Linked DNA regions of Mus musculus: region 2 is linked to region 1. Evidence: chromatin contacts called from public HiChIP or PLAC-seq data. All regions are on one chromosome and are shown on one strand. The core of a region is the stretch at or near the end of the contact, and the rest is flanking DNA. Distances in the headings are between cores, read along the strand shown. Region 1 overlaps Dgki (diacylglycerol kinase, iota). Region 2 overlaps Creb3l2 (cAMP responsive element binding protein 3-like 2).

The links. HiChIP or PLAC-seq counts read pairs in DNA pulled down with a chosen protein or histone mark.
Region 2: a contact with region 1 is called in an H3K27ac HiChIP or PLAC-seq map of extraembryonic endoderm stem cells, with 3 times the contacts expected there. The contact joins two enhancer-like sites. A contact is called at or near these places in 1 of 15 datasets of contacts at CTCF or cohesin (the NIH/3T3 cell line), 5 of 484 Hi-C or Micro-C datasets (the STO cell line, differentiating spermatogonia, embryonic stem cells and 1 more), 6 of 115 datasets of contacts at active chromatin or transcription factors (embryonic stem cells, extraembryonic endoderm stem cells, stem cell-derived neural progenitor cells and 1 more) and 3 of 9 other capture datasets (adipose tissue, embryonic stem cells and liver).

The regions. Positions count from the first base shown.
Region 1 is chr6:37,143,619-37,146,318 of GRCm38.p6, reverse strand. All of the region lies in intron 2 of Dgki (diacylglycerol kinase, iota), which reads left to right. Among named protein-coding and RNA genes, the nearest start is that of Dgki, 160 kb to the left of the region's middle. Within about 2 kb of position 1,393, at least 39 of the 459 cell types and tissues checked have an H3K27ac peak or open chromatin away from gene starts, as enhancers often do. A contact at or near this core is called in extraembryonic endoderm stem cells, where this site is marked.
Region 2 is chr6:37,335,614-37,338,313 of GRCm38.p6, reverse strand. Creb3l2 (cAMP responsive element binding protein 3-like 2) reads left to right here. Exons shown (of 12, transcript NM_178661.4): 9 at 2,000-2,099; 10 at 2,360-2,486. Among named protein-coding and RNA genes, the nearest start is that of Dgki, 37 kb to the right of the region's middle. Within about 2 kb of position 1,298, at least 68 of the 459 cell types and tissues checked have an H3K27ac peak or open chromatin away from gene starts, as enhancers often do. A contact at or near this core is called in extraembryonic endoderm stem cells, where this site is marked.

The sequences.
Region 1 (2,700 bases), core at 144-2,643:
TCCTCCCCCTCCCCCTCCTCCTCCTCCTTTTCCTCCCCACCCCCTGGTGATTGTGGGCACCCTGTGACAGTGATCTTGATCTGCTGAATGTCGGGTAGGACAGCAGAAGTTAGGGAACACGCCCCAGGGAGGCTTTGGTGTGGCTCTGGAACACCTATCTCCAGGCTGCTGTGATATCCGCAGACAGAAGCCCAGCAGTGAGCAGTACCCTATTGCACAAAACATTCAGGAAGGAGGAGATGGCTAGACATACTTCAGTTGACTTTTTCTGTAAGAGTTTAAATGACTCCTGCTTTAAAATGAAGGCTTTTTTTTTTTTTTTTTTTTTTTTTTTTTTTGCCAAATACACTGGGTATTAACTGGCCATTCTGTTCAGGGGACCAAATGATGAGTTCAGGAATTTCTTGACCATTTCTCTAGGACAACCCTTTCTTTTAGTTTCCCTTGGAGAAGCAGTCTGAGAACACATCTGCTACACAGCTAGCTATCAGACTGCTTTACTTTTAAAAGTCTCCCAAATAAACAGAATACCACAAAAAGACGAAATGGGAGGTGGGGGAGTGAGACATACAGAACCCTCTGGTTTGGCTTTCCAGCGCCCATAAACACACACACAGACACATACACACACAGACACACAAACACACAGACACACACACACCCCGACAGACATACACAGACACACACCCCGACAGACATACACAGACACACACAGACACACACAGACACAGACACACACACACACACACACAGAGACACACACACAGACACAGACACACACACAGACACACACACACACACACACACACACACACGGACAGGCACTCCAGTCAGTAGCCTTAGTTGAGGTCCTGGTTTCATAGAATGCTGGGTAGTGGCACTCCTGAGGGTCTTGGCCCCGTAGCACAGTGTAGAGCAGGGCTGTTGGGAGCCCCTTGTTCTTCACAGCTTCCTTGATTCTTGGGCAGAAATTCTTGCTTCCTACCTCCAGAGTTCAGGGGACTAGGCACCATGTCAACACCCCAGCTCTCTGACACCCTGACTTTACCTGTAGTTGCATTAACTCACCAACTTGAAAACAGATGGGGAAGCTGTTCAGGGTACACATAGAGATGCAGGGCAGATCCAGGTCAACATGAGTTTGAAAGCTCTGTCCCAAGGGTCCTAGTTTTTGTAGAAAGGACCCCACTCTGAATCCAGCATATGTGCCCAAGTCTCCTAGGGAACACAGTTTATTCCCTATAAAACAATGGTCCCAGGCTTTGGGAAGGGGTCTGCTCCTGAGGATCCTGAGTGCCGGCTGAGTGAGCACAGATTGGGTATTGCATAGCTTGGCTGGGAGCACAGGCCGGGAGACAGTCTTCATGCTTTGTGCGCATGTCTTTGATTAGCTTTAGGGACTCCATCTTCCCCTTCTCAGTTCCCTCCTTAGTGACACATATTCCGATGCCTGCCACCCCCACCTCTGTAGCTTATTCCTCAAAGCCCCGACCACCTCTTTGACTCGGTTTACTCAAGAGGTGTCCTGGGACTCCGGTCGGTCAGTCGCATTTTCTTTATAACGTTGTCACTATTTGTTCTTACTGCCTGTATACAGGCTGTCTCCTGATGGTGCATAAAAGTGTCCTGTCAGCCTTCAGTAAGGTGCCCCAGTCTCCTGAGGACAACAGTGACCACTGGGCCCAACCCAGCATGTAGACTGCTGTTTTCTGTACCTTCCTTCCCCCCTCTCCCTATCTCCTTCCTCTCATCTGTCTTTGTCTCTTTGTCTTTTCTCTGTCTGTCTGTCTCTCCCTCTCTCCCTGTTTCTCTCTGTCTCTGTCTCCACTCCCATCCCCAGGCAGGGATCATCTCTTATCTATGTAATGTGATACTTTTCACTTCCTTCACCGTGTGTGTGTGTGTGTGTGTGTGTGTGTGTGTGTGTGTGTGTGTGTGTGTGTGTGTGTTCCTCTGCTCATAGTGAATTAACCTACAAACAGAAACCAGTTAGTGTTTCTTGCTTAACTTCTGTGAGACCTTCAGTTAGGGCTCTGGCTACCTGAAGAGCCAGGCACCGTCTTCTGCTTGTTTTCTCTTTAAAGCAGAGAGTGCATGACAGCCCAAGGGCTGCCTTGTTACTGATGCCAGGGCATAAATTGATTGTAATGCCTCTGCTCAGTCAGTAAGAAGTGAACTTACCCTTGGAAACTGATGGGAACTCACATCATCTCTAGTTCCTGAAAAGCTTGCTAAGCATGACTCCAAATATAACCTGTTCCAGTGCCAAGTGACCCCGCCCCCACTCCCCACCCCCACCCCCCGGTCTTTCCTATTGCAGCACTGTGAGATCATACACATGGAGAGGCTTGGTCTTTCTGCTTCTAATAGTGGCCTCCCTTCACCCTCCCAGTGACAACCTGTAGAGGCCGTTCCCTCTGACACCGTGAAGATACATGTCAGCCAAACCAGTTTGGGAAGAAATAAGCTAAATTACTAGAATGGGGAGGAAGTAATGTCCAAAATAGAAACCAAAAATATTCTTGTCTCCTGGGCCGGAATCCAAGCTCTCAGTTTCGAGTGAGTTAGCCCATTTAGAAGTGTGTCAGTGCCATAGATAATATGTGTCTTCTTAAATGTCACATGCCTCCCCTGCAGAGGTGACTCAGTTTACAGTTAGAGCTCTCCTCTGTCTTTAAGACTGTAGCCAGTAACTCTGGA
Region 2 (2,700 bases), core at 49-2,548, 190 kb before region 1:
GGGCTGGCATTACAGATGACAGTCACATGCTACACACACACATGCTACGGCTGGCAGGATGGCAAGTCTGTAGAATGAGTTCCACTGAGCCATTGGCCAGGCAAGAGCTCACTCAGTATCTGGTGCTGCTGCGGTGGGGGCTGTGTTGGTGGGTAGTGCAGAGGCTTCTGAGGAAGCTTAGGCAGGACAGAGAGGAAATTCTACGACAGAAGAAAGTTCTGCAGCACAGGGACTCTTGGTTATGAACTTTTAAAGTGGAATTTAAAATAAGTGTGCTATCAGCATTTCTTCACCTTGAGCAACATGCAGTGTGCTTTTAAAGCAAATCCTACTTTGATAAATTAATAAGGGTCATGTCTAACCCCATCTGGTCATGCTTTTATATAGCCAAAATGAAAAGTATGATTGAGTACAATAGCCTTCCATAGGAAATATTATCTTGCTATCCTAAAATTATTCCACATGGCAAAAAACACAGAGTGGGTAGGACCACAGGGAGATTTTTTTGAGTTTAGAAAGCCTTCTACCATGTGTGCTGAGGGCTGTTCAAATTCTTTCACCAAGTCTACCTCCACTGATACTGCAGAAAGGAAAACCATCTCAAAGCCAGCCTACCCTTGCTTAAACTAAGAGAATTCATGTCTTTGATACTGGGCAGGACAGAATTACAAACCTCAGAAAAGCTTGCATGTGTTTTCATCATTGGAAAGACATGCCGCGGGTAGGCTGTGATGGCAAGCAAGATGTGAGGAAATCCCAGAATTCTTCTTGCCTGGCTTTCAAACATTCCATCACGGTTCGCTGTTTTCTGAAAATCTTTGATACTCAGACCGTATGTTCTCACAAACCCTTTCCATTTTGTAGTGGATGCCGGCCTTGAGCAGAGCTGATGAGAATGAGGCAGGGGTCCCAGGCTTTATGCTAGTCCCCCTGAGTCCCGGGAGACACTCTAACCTGGGAGGATGTGCTGCCAGACCCCTGCTATGTCTTGCCATTCTTGGTTTAGGATTTGCAAAGATGCTCCCACACAACATCCTGATATTACAGTGTGTATACTGCTGTCCTCATCTCTGAACATCCACAGTTGTCCTAGCTGGGGAGTACCATCCCCCTTTCCCTCTCTCCTCTTCCCTGCTCCCTCCCTTCCTCTGCAGAGTGCTCTGTGTAAACTTGCCGCTCACTGATGGACTGGCCATTTCCAGTCAAGCCACCACCTCTGGCCCCTCCTGCTATTGTTCTCTGCCGGCCTTTGTTTCTCTCCTTCTCTTGTTTTTGTTTTTATAGATCAGTGTCTCTCATCTCTTGGTGAAACGAGCCTCCTTTGTAATTACCACTGCCCTAGTCAGTTCAGACTGCTGTAACACAATACCATAAAAGGACTGGCTTGGAAACAACAGAAATGCATTTCTTGCTGTACTGGAGGCAGAGGCGGCCAAGATCAAGGTGCTGGCAGATTCGGTGTCTGGTAAAGGCTGCCTTCTGGTGCAAAGAAAAAAACGACAGCTCCTAGCTGTGTTCCCATGTAGTGAAGAACTGTACTTTTAGCCCCTTATGTGGGCACTCGTCCTGTTATTAAAACTCTATTCTCAAGGCTACTCACCCCACACCCCCTGCCTATTATCATTATATTGCAGCTTCAGTCTGAACATAGGAACTTGGAGAGAGGGGAGTCATCCAACCAGAGTGTCCTTTTCTTCCCTCATTGGCTGACAGACAAGTTTCTGCCTGTCAGGGTTGATTTGGGGGCTCCTCTCTTGCCCAGAACAGCTGCAGGCTGCAGAGCTGTTGTCAAGGCTGACTCTGAAGCTCCAGGGGGTTCTGCGGTGGCGCTGCCAGCAGGTGTAGTCCAAAGGACACCCGCCCAGGTGTAGTCCTTTTGCCGTGCTTCCAGACCCTGCTCAGTCACAGGTGTGAAGCCGCTATGACTTCTGCGGGAGAGTCGTTCAGAGCAGCTCGCTCTCACGTGCCCCTTCCTGACTTTCACTTATCACCGTGGCAGGACTCTCCTTCAGCAACTTCAGAAGCTTCAGACTTTGGTGATGGGGAAGGTCTCTCGAACCTGCAAGTTAGCTGGCACACAGACTGGCACCTGCCTCATGGTGAGTTTCCCAAAGGGACTTCCTCCCCTGGCAAGCCCCCCATTTCCAGACTCCCCTACCTTGAAAATGCTAACAATGAATGAAGCCAGAGAGACCATACATCCCGTTCCAAGGCTTCCCCTTGTCTCGTCATTTCAAGGACACAAGTGAGGGTGACCTGACCCCTAACAGACTTGTGCTCTTTCTTGTCCCTTGTTCCCAGAGGTCAGCCACCCACAGTCTGAGCTCTACAGCTCCCCGTGTTCTCTCCTTACCTCTAGGTCGTTGTGCTTTGCTTTGCTGTTGCATTTGGAAGCTTCTTTCAAGGCTATGGGCCTTATCCTTCTGCCACCAAGATGGCTCTGCCCAGCCAGCATCCTCTGTCAGAGCCATACACAGCCTCCGTGGGTAAGTCACCACCTTGTTTTTGTTTGCCTGCAGTTGGCTTTCCGAGCTCTCTGCAAGGGATCCCAACCCATGTGTAAGAGTAGAGCATCTCTGTTTGCAGGTGGGGTGTTCTGGGAGTGGCCACTGGACTCCCTGGGTAGCACCAGGAATTCTCAAGAATTCCACAGAGAGTTAACAGAAGTCCCTAGTGCTCCAGATTCCTTCTCTGATAAGC